Linked DNA regions of Mus musculus: all the other regions are linked to region 1. The links are chromatin contacts, called in public HiChIP or PLAC-seq and promoter capture Hi-C maps. All regions are on one chromosome and are shown on one strand. Each heading gives the region's core, a stretch centred on a gene start, on an enhancer-like site or on the middle of the called end of the contact. The rest is flanking DNA. Distances are from core to core; before and after follow the strand shown.

Region 1 (3,063 bases), core at 348-2,847:
TCCTTCCTCCAAAGTCACTGTCCAATAAAGACACAAGGCTTTGGTTCTACCTTTTGAGGCTATACTAGAAATGCCTGGCACAGTGCCAGAACACGATGGTTTTTATCTCAGTCTGTTATCCACTAACGGGTTTTAAGGCTGAACCTCTTTGAAAAGCAAAAGCATTAGGTTTGGGGGAGGGGGGGGTCTTTTTGTTGTTACTGCTCATTTCCTCAGAACCCATTTGGTCCTGTTACCTGTTCATACATTTTCATGTAGCCTCTGGGGCATCCTTGCTGGACTCACTGAATCCGCAGTGACTCAGCAGAACGCCGGGGAGGGGCGCCTACTGCAGAGTGAACAGGGGCTTCCTGCTGGCGCAGGGAAACAGAGGTGCCACACCCACGCTCTCCGGACCATACCTCAGTGCACCTCCTCCATGCAGGAAAGGGGGGACAACCCCCCCCCCCAGCCATTCTCAGCTTTAGTTACCTTGGTAAAAATACCCCAAACATTTTAAGATTTTTAGCAGTCAAGGAAACTAGCAATCGGACCAAAAGGTTTAAACAATAATTTTTAAGTCCACTCTCTAATATTTGATGGTACCATGATTTAGAGCAAAAATTCAACACACTCGCACAACAAACTTTACGTGCCTTGATTTCTTACTGCTTTAAATGATGTAAAAACATATTTATCTAATACCACCAAACCAGCCCACCTGACTCATTCTTATTGAGAACTACGCTGTGCACCCACAAACCAAAGCAAACAATTCTTTTTACATTTTAAGAGCCTGGCCGCGTGCCGGTGTCCCCCGGGGTTTCCATTTCTGGCTCCCAAACAACACTTATAGCCGTGGCCACACTGCGCGGCACGATCTAGTCGCACCTATGCGGTAACCCTGCCATTGTGAGTCCAGAACCTGGAAATTTTAAGTCGCTCTGTGACAATCTCAGCTCCTGAATTCCTAAATCACATGCCGTGGTCTAGAAATCTTAAATCACGCCACAACAATGACCAGCTCTGAAGATCCTAGAACACACCAGGCATTACCAAGGTTCTCGAATCCTAAGTTGCTTCACCACCACCTCCTAAATCGTACCACAACGAAGACCCAGACAAAAAAAGGCTAATTCTCACATGTTAATGCAAAAATCCTCAAATTCGTAAATCTCACGCGACTAAACCCTGGTTCTAAAAATCATCAGTGAGGGCGATTCCGAGAGTTTGGGCTGGGCGGCAACCTTTGGATAAGGATTTTTGCCTCCCGCATCTCCGGGGTGCGGGCCGGCCACACCCCCTCTGGCGGCACGGGCTGGCAGCACCCACCTGCGCAAGCGATCTCGGCGCACCATGGCCGCATTATCCCATGCCGCCCGCCGCAGGATTGCGGATCACAGGGCGCGCCGAGGCGCCCGCAGCGATACAGGATCGGAGGTGGCGTCTGCGCAGCCTACGGTCCGCGCAGGGCGGCCCGCGGCAGCGGCAGCAGAGGCAGCAAGCAGCAACTCGGGCGAGCCTGCAGCACTACGCCGTTTGGCGAGGTGCGGCTGCCGCAGAGGAAAGCTGCTGCGCCTGAGAAGAAGCACCGGGATGTGCTGGTGGCCGAAGCAGAGAGGAGCAAGCAGGCACCGACTTTTAAAGCCCACTGAGCCCCGCCTCTAACCCGCCCATCCTGCCGCAGCGCCCCTCCTTCTCGCTCCCGCCGCAGAGCCCCTCCCCACCGCTGCAGAGAGGGGGGGCCTTTCCCGTGGGCGCCTCCAGGGGTATTGACCCGCTACCCCCTCTTTCCTTATAGATCTCTAATCCTGAACCCCAGATTCTAGTGAAGAAAGCCTTCCCATGTGTTAATGCCGCGGGCAAGGATGACAAACGTCTGAGAGAGTCCCTCCCCAACATATCCCTTGGACCACGCACTGGTCCCTAGACCCTGGAAGACATAAAACACCCCAAAGCTGGGGTTCTTGTTGCGGCACCCACTTCTTTTCTACCTCCTACGTGTGTTTTGAGCCCTAAGAGTGAGTACGCATCTAAAAATTCGGGTCACCAATGCGCGGCAACCCCAAGCCCTTAGCCCATGATAACAAAGAAGGAAGGGCACACTAAATGGCTAGGGAATGGACAAATTCTCTGGTATCAGTGGCTAAGTGGACACATTCATGGACAGGCTGCGATCACATAGAATGGGCCAAAGTCACCACCACGGTGGCACCGGTACACTTCCTTTGCCGCAGCACAACGTGGTCCACATGCCAGAAGCTGCTGCAGCGCCCTTCTGGAGCAGCGTTGGGGACCGTTCATTGGGGGCACAAGCCTCCTTTACGTGCAACACAATCACAGTGCAAACACCCTAGAGGTGCGGACAAAACTGTAGATTTTTTTTTAATCCCAAATCCCTTAAAAGTCATCTTTCACACCTTCGCAAAGTGCGGAGCATCGTGATGCCTGTGTGAGGTTTGGAACCGTTCCCTGAAATTCTAGCAGCCTAGGCACGGGCAAGCTAGGGATGCTGCGAACGCAGGCTGGCCCAGCGGGGGCGCTGCAGGCCTCTCTTCGGAGCCTGGTTTGCTGCAGCTTTGGCTTTGCAATGTCCAAGCCCAACCGTGCAGTCGATCAAGATTGGGCCAGAGAACTGCAATGGGTCAGTCGAACCCTTGGGGGATCTAACCTGTGGGTATCTTCCCATGTTCGGGGAGTTCGTGACCACCCAGCTGACACTGAAAATGCCAGCACCTGAGAGAGGGTCATCAGAACACGTAATGCGGTCCAGGGTATACTTCTTCGGGGACCGCAGGAAACAAATGCTTGTGTGGAGCCTCCGCAGGCGATGCACAAGATTGTGAAGTGAATGAGGGATCGAAGGGTGGCACTTTTTTACATTTTCTTTTTGATTTCAGAATATTTTCTGTCATGTCGGGCCCTTCTTTCTCAGCCTAAGACCCTCAAAGTCTGAAACCATGTCTCATTAACCTTTTGTATCCCAGATCCCGCCATGGGGTGGGCAACAAAGCAGGCCCCTAACAAATACCGCATGAATAAGTTCAAGAATTTGAGGGCGCACAGGGGAGGAAGTAATTAAGG
Region 2 (3,063 bases), core at 290-2,789, 220 kb before region 1:
GAAAAATCAGGTACTAAATCATTCTCAGAGAATGTTCATGTATGGATTGCTGCAGCATCTGAAAATTTGAGGCAGTATCTTTAACAAAAATGAATCCGTTTTAGAATTGGGTCTCTTTAAAAATAATACAACTGCCAATACTATTTTAAAACTGCTGAAATGGACAGTCAGTTCTACAGGTATCAACCCACAAATCATGCTGGGAGAAGCAAGCTGCAAAGAGACATGTGCAGCACAGTAACACTTGCCCACATTTAAAATACACTAACAAAGATACATGGGTCTATTTACATACTTAGGTAGCTGTGTAATAAAGCACAGCAAATGTTAGAAGAATTTACCCTTTATGATACTGATTAGCGAGGGAGAAAACGAACAGTGCTAGAGAAACGAGGGAAATGACATTCTACCCTCTCTGGATGCTTAATATAAATTTAAAATTTGAAGCAAACACGACAAAAATATCATATTTGATTATTCTAATCATCAAGTATATGGACATATGTTATTCTTGAAGCATGTGTATCATTTTACTTTTCCAAAGAAAAAAATAGTGAAGCATTGCAAATAAAGTGCACATAACGTAATAGTACAAAAGTAAAGCCTATGTACATCCCAAACCGTGGTAGCACTACATTTAGAAATCATCCTGTTTATTTTCTGTGGGGTTTTTAATTTTTAAAAAATAAAAAGGGGGGCAAATAAAGCCGTGAAGGCATGTGAAAGAAATCATTCATATTTGATTATAAAAAAGAAAAAGCCCCCACAGTCATAAACCACTGGATGAGCATTCTATACTATTTTGCTGCATATTCTTAATTTTAATTTTTTTGTCAAAAGAGAACTAGAAGAGGTTGCCTAATTGGAAACGTGACTTTCTATTATTAAAATTGTGGGAGTCCATTTTAATGTGTTTATCTCGCTGCTAGTCTGTAATTTATATTTCAGCGTGGATATTTGTTTGTGTGCCTGTGACAGGTTAATGCAGTTTAAACGTGCGTTTTTTTCTTTCGTTGCTTGAATAGTTAAATCGTTACTTCAAGGATTTTAAGTTTCTATTTCAAGCGGGGATGATTCTTTGCTCTCGCCAGGGTTAAAACCGTTTCTGATTCAAAACGCTATTAATTAATGGCTACGCGGTGATCTATTGGCGACAAGGCTGCCGATCCTGCATTAACAGCCGAACTGCTAAATGAGAAAACTTTGTTTCGCCCCCGTTTTCTTTTGGATGAAGACTTGGGGCTATTTTCCATTTGAGCTGTGAGCGGTGGACGCGAGTCAAACGCAATCGCAGCCCACTTCGCCAGCGATCGCGTTTGCGAAGCGAAAGACAAGTCAGGTATTAGCGCCGCTTTTTTTTCCCTCGCCGCTCCCTCCTCCCCCTTAGAGGATAAAAAAAAGTTTCTAGGACTCTGCCTGACACCCAGCTGGCCAGAGACCAGGGGCGAGGGGGGCGAGGCCGGCAGGCTGCCCAGAAGTTGCGATCCGGGACTTGCGCGCATTGAAATTACCTGGCTCGCCAGCAGCGGAGAGAAAGCGCAGACAAGATAATTTCCCAGGCTGCTGGGAATGCCATAGCCCGCGCGGCAGCGCGATCCAGGGGTGTCCTCGGGCCGGGGCGGGTCCCCGCCACCCCCGCAGGCTTCAGTGCGTCAGGGCGCGTCAGGCGGGGCGGGCTCGGCTCCGGCAGCAGCGGCTGCGGGCGGCGAGCGGCGCGCACCGGCTTCCAGCTCGTCTGGCTCCAAGCGGCGGGACGGACGCTCCCGGGGACTCTCCGGCCCGCGGCTGGCCGCGCTCGGACGGCGCTCGCCCGCAACCGGGCGCCGCCAGCATGTCGGCCGCCGTGGCTTGCCTGGACTACTTCGCTGCCGAGTGCCTGGTGTCTATGTCCACCCGCGCCGTGCTGCACCGGCGCGCAACGGACCCCGAAGGCGCGAGCGCAGCGGCTGTCTCCGAGGTGGGTGCAGTGTCTCGGGAGTCGGCGGGGAAGGGTACCGGGTCACGGGGGGTGCTGTGGATACCCCCAGTCCTCCAGGTCCCCACCCCGAGCCCCGGAGAAGGCGATGGCGCGCCCCACCTGCTGGCTGCGAGCGCTTTGGCTGATTTAAGCTGTGGTGCCCGGGAAGACTTCAGGGAAGACTCCGAAGAAGCTCCGTGTGCCTCAACTAGCTGCTTCGAGCCGACCTGGTGCTCCAGCCCTACTGGGGGCTCTGAGCCTACCCAGGCCTTCTTCGAGGATGAGCTCTCTGACGCCGAGAGCTCCTGCAGTGATTCTGCTATCCTGGATGCGCCTGAGGCCTCAGAGGAGCCGGATGACAGCGGAGAAGTGCCCGAGGGGCCCCCAGGGGCCCGCCCTGCGCCATCAACGGGCCCGACGTACCGAAGGAGGCAGATTACGCCCGCATCCAAGCGACATCAGTGCTCCTTCCATGGCTGCAACAAGGCCTACTACAAGTCGTCGCACCTCAAGTCACACCAGCGTACCCACACGGGGGAACGCCCCTTCTCCTGTGATTGGCTCGACTGCGACAAGAAGTTTACGCGTTCTGATGAGCTAGCCCGCCACTACAGGACGCACACCGGTGAAAAGCGCTTCTCCTGCCCGCTGTGTCCCAAGCAGTTCTCTCGGAGCGACCACCTGACCAAGCATGCTCGTCGCCATCCAACTTACCATCCCGACATGATCGAGTACCGAGGTCGTCGTCGCACTCCCCGCCCTGAGCCACCACCCCCAGCCATGGTGGAAAGCTCTGGTTCCGACTCCAGCTCCTCTTCTGGCCAGGAGACCAGCTTCACTGCTTGCCTGTAGGACTGTCTTGCTGTCTATCTTTCCCTCAAGCACAACCCCCACCCCCGCTGCCCCCCAGGCCGTTGTCCATGCCTTCTCTCTGTCCATTCCTATTTTCCAGGGTCATTAGACCGAGGTACAGACTGGTTGCTCCGCACTGGGGATGGGTTCAGACAAACTTGTCGGACTCTGGAGAGGGACTGGGAGCCAGAAGATAGCAGGAAGTCCTGCAACACAAACATCTTCTGAAATGAACGGTTTCTTCCAAACAGCCT
Region 3 (3,063 bases), core at 169-2,668, 210 kb after region 1:
GCTCTCAGGAGGCAGTCACTCATTTCATCAGATGCCACACACACAGGTTAGTCAGGAGATACTGGGGGGAGGGGCATTCATCTCTGACATTTCCAGACTTGCTTTGTGAACGCTCTGGAGTGTGCAGGCTACAGTGGAATGCCATGTCCTTTGGGTATGACGGGCTTCTGCACCCACCGCACCCATCCATGGATGTGGGAAGGCAACGGTTTAGTTACACTTCTATCTTTAGCAACTTTAGCATTACAGAGCACATCCTAGGCAAAAGACCCTGCTCTAGAGATCACAGAGGAAGATCCAACCACAAGAAACAGGAAAACTCCCTGTGAATTCTAAAAAAAAAAAAAAAAGTTACTGTCCCTGGAGCTGATGACTTCTCTTGGTTGGCAGAGGGTCTCCCTCTGGTCTCCAGTTCCAGCACTATAGACTGGGTGTGGTGGTGAATCCCGATGGCCCACAGGAGGGAGAGAGCAAGGAGAATGAAAGGTCAGAGTCATTTTATACAAAGTCTCAGCCACAGGCAACTTTGAGATAAGCCTTAAGGCTACATAAGAACCTGTCTTTAAAAAAAAAAAAAAAAGTAACAACAAAACAAAACAAAAACCTATACAAATAGGCATAATTTAGGGGTTTGTTTGTTTGTTCAGACTAAGCCTCACTTTATAGACTTAATTGGCCTGGAATTCCAAATGAAGACCATGCTGGCCTGGAATTTCTATCAACCTGCCTCTGCCTCCCCAGGTGGTAGGATTAAAAGTGTGCACTACCACACCCAGTCAGGGTAATTTTTTTAAAAATAAATATGTTGGTGGGGTATGCCTTTAATCTCAGCACTGCATGAGCGGATCTCTGTGAGTTTGAGGCCAGGCTGGTTCACATGGAGAATTTCAGGCCAGTTAGGGCTACCCAGAAAGAACAAGTCTTAAAAAAAATAAGAAATTACCTTGCCTGCAAGCCATCCAAATGCAGGTGCCAAAAACAGTGGCATACTCCTGCAATCCCAGTACAGTACAGGGGGCTGAGAGGCAGGCAGATGGTGAAATGGTGAATTCCAGGCAAGTGTGAGCTAAAACACACACACACACACACACACACACACACACACACACAAGAAATGCAAGCTACTGCTCCAGCTCTTGTCAGATCAGGATCCTTTGCTTTCCATATTTCCAACCCGAGCCTTCCTGGACACGTGTTGCCATCCCCCGAAGACTTGGAGAAAGGAGAGAGGCCATTTCCTCTCCCTGCCTGTCTGTTTTCAGAGCCAAGAAACTTTTAAGAATGCCCTCACCAGCAAACTTCTCCCTGGAATGAAATGACACCCCCTGCCTGCTCGAATCACTCCACAGGGGGACTGCTGCTGCCATGATTGGCTCAGAGCAATCAAGGCCCTGTGTCAGTGAGAGTGTACAATGGGCAGAAGGAGGATCTGCTAGGACGGAAGAAAGGGAGGCAATCAGCAGGGGCTACCCGGACTCTGTCTGATTCTAAAGCCCGCAATCAGCGGAAAGACGCGAGGGCCCGGGCCCTGGCAGCCATTTCTCCAGGCACTTTGTCTCTCGTTTCACTCTCAGACCCGCCACTCTGCCTTACCAAATCCGGTAGATCCGCCCACCGGAACCTGGTTTTTATCTCCCCTCTCCCCGCTTTTGATTTATTTTAATTAGTAACAGAGCTGGCTCCCTGCCTGGCATTTTCACTGCTAAATCAAGATTTTGAACATAAGAAAGTTTAAGGTGTCAGAGGACACTAATAAAGACCGTTACAAACTGCAGGCCCCTGTAATCAGGCCATGTTAAGGTCTGCCTGCGAAGGAAGTGAACTCAGAAGTTAACAGATAAAAACTGGAAAATAGTACTATTGGGATTAAACCTTTTTATTACAAAAAAAAGAAAAAAGAAAAAAAAAAGCATTTCATGCACTGATTTTTGAGTACTAAGAAATTTCCTAGATGGAACGTTCAGTGTCGAGAGCTTCCGGAGTTGGGGGGGGTGGGGGGTGGGGGTGTTGATCAAAAAGCACAAGGAGGATTAATTTACAAGACATCTCCCTCTGAGCAGCTTCTCTGGGCCCTAACAATCTTCTGCTCTACATAAAAGGTTTCATACTCTTTGTCCCTGTCTAGGGCTGTTAAGCTAAGCGCATCCTTACACCCAAAAGTGCTGAGAACTGAACATTTAGCTCACAAGTAACACATTTTCCTTCTTGCTCTTCCTTGGTCACTTTGGAAGGTTTGTGGCTCATTTATTTCCCCTTCAGCCGCCATCAGCTCTCAGACCACATGTTCCTGACAGAGAGAATATCCAGGTGGCCTGGTGCTTGGAAACCTGTCAGACATTATTCAATGCAATAAAGAACACATCAGACAAGTCCTTGGGATATTGTTGCAGGGAAACCCTGTTTAGAATTCACTAATTGGGAATCTGTGACAATTTGAGGAAGGGCTAGCAGAAGTTAACCTTTGTGGGGGGAAAAAAGAGTTCACTGAAGTTCTGCATAGTATAAACAAGATAAGAAGGGGAATAATTATCTATTTAAAAGAACCAGTTGTTTTGAAAAGCTTTCTATAGAAGTATCCTTTTACATACAAACTGGGTAATTATGATTTAAACAAAGGCTGGCCTGTTTCTTAGGCTTCTTTGAAATGTCAATTACAAACTACTCTTGTCTCTTCTCCAAAGCAAAGTCCATCCCTGTGCCCTGGCCACAGTTGGTTAGCTGGCGTCCACTTACTGTATTTATAAATAACAAACCTGCAGTTCTTCTGAACTAATATGATTTCATTCACGCTTTTCACTAACCTAAACAGTGGCCCATCCTCCAGGGTGGCGAAGAGTTACTAATTACTAGCATGTGGCAAATCTGGAGTGCGTTGAGCAATGATTTTTTTTTTTTCTCACTAGCTTAGTATCGTGGCTACATAATAAGGGAAAACTTCAAAGAAAACTCCTGCCTGGCAGTACCTTTTGGTTTTTACCTTAGTAAAGAAACAAAGGAAGACACATTTTGTGCTACAACTCAGCACATGCACCCTGAAATAGAAACTATCCTCCTCCTGAAGTC
Region 4 (3,063 bases), core at 147-2,646, 170 kb after region 1:
TAAAACCATTTGCAATCAGCCCCATCACACAGCCCTTTAGATGCACGGGTCCTGCAGCGAATACTCTGGGACCCAGCCCCACTGTCTCAGTGAAGGTGCCCACTGTATCACAAGAGAGGTCTGTATCCTGAAAAATAGAGATTTTCCAGCCACATGAAGAGCTGCAGTGGGAGCCTGACAGCTCCATTCGTCAGCCCACACAGCAGCAAGTGTAGTTATGACACACCTACCGCTGAGCTGCCTGCGGAAAAATCTTACTCCTTGGACACCTGCTACGCCTAACCCCTCCAAGCTATTTGGCAGCGGAGACAGGTATGAACCATCATCCCCATAAAAATTACTCCATCTCATGTAAGTAATTGCTTCAATAAACAGTCCTCGAGTCCCTTTAACCAGACAACACAGTAGAGCATAAACTCGCATATACGGGTAGACCGGTGAGATAGAAGATTCCATTTGATTGGCTTGTGTTACAGAAAAGGGGTATGAGCCTTGCAGTCAGCATTCCAGCTTCCGTGCTGACCAGCTAAGTAGCTTTGGGCAGCTTCCTTAACCTTTTTTAAGGCTGGGTTTTTGGGTTTTTTTTTTTTTCATGTTTAAATTAAGGAAAATAACACCCTTGCCTGACAGAGCTCTTACATGATCCACAAGACAAGGCACGTGAAAGCTCTTTGCAAAAGGCAAAATGTTATGCGGTGATGGATTATTCTATCACAGTCTTCTACGGTGGTACCAGAGCATCCCTGTCATCACCCCTGCCTCTCTGACTTCCTGTCCCTCACCAACTCCACAGTGTCTGCATGGAGCATGTGAGCCTATGCACGCACAGGCACACAGAGTCCCGGGGTACAGTTCTGTAGCTACAGCTAGACATGACCTATTGGATCTCCTTGTTCCAGAAGCCTGTGGAATGCACCAGCTATACACAGGTTTCACCAATGATAGAGACTATCTGTCCCCAAAGCCTGAGAACCCAGCTATTCCCTTTAAACCGGGCAGAAACTGCCAAAGCCTTTCTGACCATTCTTCCGAATTAATGGTGTAGGAAGAGGTGAGATAGAGGATTGGCCTTAGAAAGAAGGAAGAAGATACAAAATTAGCTGGAGGTTAAGGAGCTGGGGAGGATCTGTGGAGACCACCAGCTTTGATTTCACAGGAGAAGTCAGGTTTCAGAGAGAAGTGGCTGGTCCAGGACAGTGGGACAGAGGAGATATAAGCCCAGCCCTACCACCTAAAGTATAATTCATTTGGCTCCCAAGTTGGTGAAATAACTAAATGCTAATAAAGTTCAAAAAGAACTCACCCAAAGAATTTATCTCGGCCGCAGATGCCTGCCCCAATCAGGGCCCCAAAGAACAGTAGCCACTTCATGTCTCAAGGGCGCCAGTCACATACTGACTGAGTCAAGCAGTATTTATAAGGAACCCGAGGCAGATTCATGTTCTCAGAAATGCTAATGTGGTTCTTCAGCACCCTTCCAGCTCTGACAAGGCAGCACCAGCCAGGGCCTCCTCCATTCCTTTCCAGTGATGAAGGCCCAGCCTTTCCATTTGCAAGGCAGGAACTTGCTCCGCAGGCTGGGAATGTCTTACCCAGGATGCCTCATTGTTCATCACTTGGCATCTCAGTGGTGATTTTGTGTGTGGGGTGTGTGTGTGTGTGTGTGTGTGTGTGTGTGTGTGTGTGTTTGAGAAAAGGGAAATATCCCCACACTGCTGGTTGGAATTCATAGATAGGAGAAGCCAGATTGTAAACCTGGGATGAAGTTACCTCTAGAGTAATAAAACCATTTTTGAAAGTGAAGACTATCAAGCAACCTTAAGCCAACTCCAAGGCTGCACTCTTGAGAAACCTGATCAGAGAGTTCAACAAAAGCAGATCATACAGAGGAGAGCTGATGGCCGCCTTTCTGGGTCTAAGGCCTGATATTTTAGGATTCCATTAAAAAAGATAAATATGGGTGGTGAACAATATAGAAAGGATGTGTTATGCTGAATAAATTAAGTTTTCCTTGAGATCTGAATGACAGAGAAGGCTTAATGATACTTGTTTTGTATTTATGTTTTAAATTGTACTATCTTTATGTGTATTTTTGTGTGCTTGTGTGAGTTTATAAATACCATGCACATGCAGGTATCTTTGAAGGTCAGAAGAGAGCACCGGGCTCCATCATGTCCCCTAGAACCGAGATACAGGCAGTGCTAAGCCACCATATGTATGCTGGGAATCAGACCTGGGTCCTCTGAAAGAGTCATCTGTCCGGTCCCAAGGTTTCTATTTATTTTATTTTTGACACATGAGCTCATTTTGTATCCCAGGTTAGCCTTGAACTCACAATCCTCTTGCTTCAACATTCCAAGTGCTGGACTAATAAGTCCAGGTCTCTTTGTTTCCTTCTTTTTTTCTTCTTTTCTTTTCTTTCTTTCTTTCTTTCTTTCTTTCTTTCTTTCTTTCTTTCTTTCTTTCTTTCTTTCTCTCTCTCTCTCTCTCTCTCTCTCTCTCTCTCTTTCCTTCTTTCTTTCTTTCTTCCTTCCTTCCTTTCTCTCCCTCCTTCCCTCCCTTCCTTCCTTCCTTCCTTCCTTCCTTCCTTCCTTCCTTCCTTCCTTCCTTCCTGTTAAAACAGGGTCTCTCTGTAGTATTAGCAGTTCTGGAACTTGCTATATAGACCAGGCTGGATTCAAACTCACAGAGATCCTTCTGCCTCTGCCTCTGTTTAAGGTGTGTGCCACCATCAGCTCCCTGCTTCCCTCCCGCTGTCTGCACTCTTTCCACACCTGCTGAAGGGCAGGTACACAGAACTGGAGATCCTGGCTGGGAGTGTTGGAATCTCTTCTGACACTTGTTAAAACATTGAGAAAGACTTTACTAAAGATCATTGTCAGAGAGCTCATGACTACAGCAGTAGGAGGTTTAGTTTAGTCTCCAGGCCAAATGCAACCGGGACAATAGGATAAGGGGATCCGTCGATGGAAAATTACAAAGAGGGAGCACTAAGAGAGGGGGATGATTGCTAAGCTGCCCTCAGAGGAATCATGATGGAGGTTGGTCAAGGACTTATCATCA

The links. HiChIP or PLAC-seq counts read pairs in DNA pulled down with a chosen protein or histone mark. Capture Hi-C pulls out chosen DNA fragments and counts their contacts.
Region 2: an H3K4me3 HiChIP or PLAC-seq map of embryonic stem cells shows a contact between it and region 1, with 29 read pairs. The contact joins the promoter of Klf14 here to the promoter of Mest in region 1. A contact is called at or near these places in 8 of 39 promoter capture datasets (the C10 cell line, the HPC-7 cell line, cranial neural crest and 5 more), 8 of 484 Hi-C or Micro-C datasets (B cells, the N1E-115 cell line, bone marrow-derived macrophages and 2 more), 14 of 115 datasets of contacts at active chromatin or transcription factors (bone marrow-derived macrophages, craniofacial prominence, embryonic forebrain and 5 more) and 5 of 9 other capture datasets (adipose tissue, embryonic stem cells, liver and 2 more).
Region 3: a contact with region 1 is called in an H3K4me3 HiChIP or PLAC-seq map of embryonic stem cells, with 54 read pairs. The contact joins the enhancer-like site here to the promoter of Mest in region 1. A contact is called at or near these places in 12 of 39 promoter capture datasets (the C10 cell line, the HPC-7 cell line, cancer-associated fibroblasts and 7 more), 4 of 15 datasets of contacts at CTCF or cohesin (embryonic stem cells, pro-B cells and stem cell-derived epiblast-like cells), 68 of 484 Hi-C or Micro-C datasets (the AML12 cell line, the CH12 cell line, ECoMG myeloid progenitors and 37 more), 30 of 115 datasets of contacts at active chromatin or transcription factors (bone marrow-derived macrophages, craniofacial prominence, embryonic basal ganglia and 16 more) and 4 of 9 other capture datasets (adipose tissue, embryonic stem cells, liver and 1 more).
Region 4: a contact with region 1 is called in a promoter capture Hi-C map of liver. The contact joins the promoter of Cpa4 here to the promoter of Mest in region 1. A contact is called at or near these places in 18 of 39 promoter capture datasets (the C10 cell line, cranial neural crest, embryonic stem cells and 10 more), 1 of 15 datasets of contacts at CTCF or cohesin (the NIH/3T3 cell line), 20 of 484 Hi-C or Micro-C datasets (the G1E-ER4 cell line, the MC3T3-E1 cell line, bone marrow-derived dendritic cells and 14 more), 30 of 115 datasets of contacts at active chromatin or transcription factors (SST interneurons, Th17 cells, VIP interneurons and 21 more) and 5 of 9 other capture datasets (adipose tissue, embryonic stem cells, liver and 2 more).

What each region holds. Positions count from the first base shown.
Region 1 is chr6:30,736,584-30,739,646 of GRCm38.p6, reverse strand. Mest (mesoderm specific transcript) reads right to left here and starts at 1,597. Exons shown (of 12, transcript NM_008590.2): 1 at 1,312-1,597. The coding sequence starts at 1,337.
Region 2 is chr6:30,957,466-30,960,528 of GRCm38.p6, reverse strand. Klf14 (Kruppel-like factor 14) reads left to right here and starts at 1,539. Exons shown (of 1, transcript NM_001135093.1): 1 at 1,539-3,063. The coding sequence starts at 1,832. The coding sequence ends at 2,809.
Region 3 is chr6:30,525,351-30,528,413 of GRCm38.p6, reverse strand. No RefSeq gene overlaps it. Among named protein-coding and RNA genes, the nearest start is that of Ssmem1, 15 kb to the right of the region's middle. Within about 2 kb of position 1,418, at least 77 of the 459 cell types and tissues checked have an H3K27ac peak or open chromatin away from gene starts, as enhancers often do. A contact at or near this core is called in the N1E-115 cell line, cochlea, cortical neurons and 13 more, where this site is marked.
Region 4 is chr6:30,566,702-30,569,764 of GRCm38.p6, reverse strand. Cpa4 (carboxypeptidase A4) reads right to left here and starts at 1,396. Exons shown (of 11, transcript NM_027926.3): 1 at 1,304-1,396. The coding sequence starts at 1,371.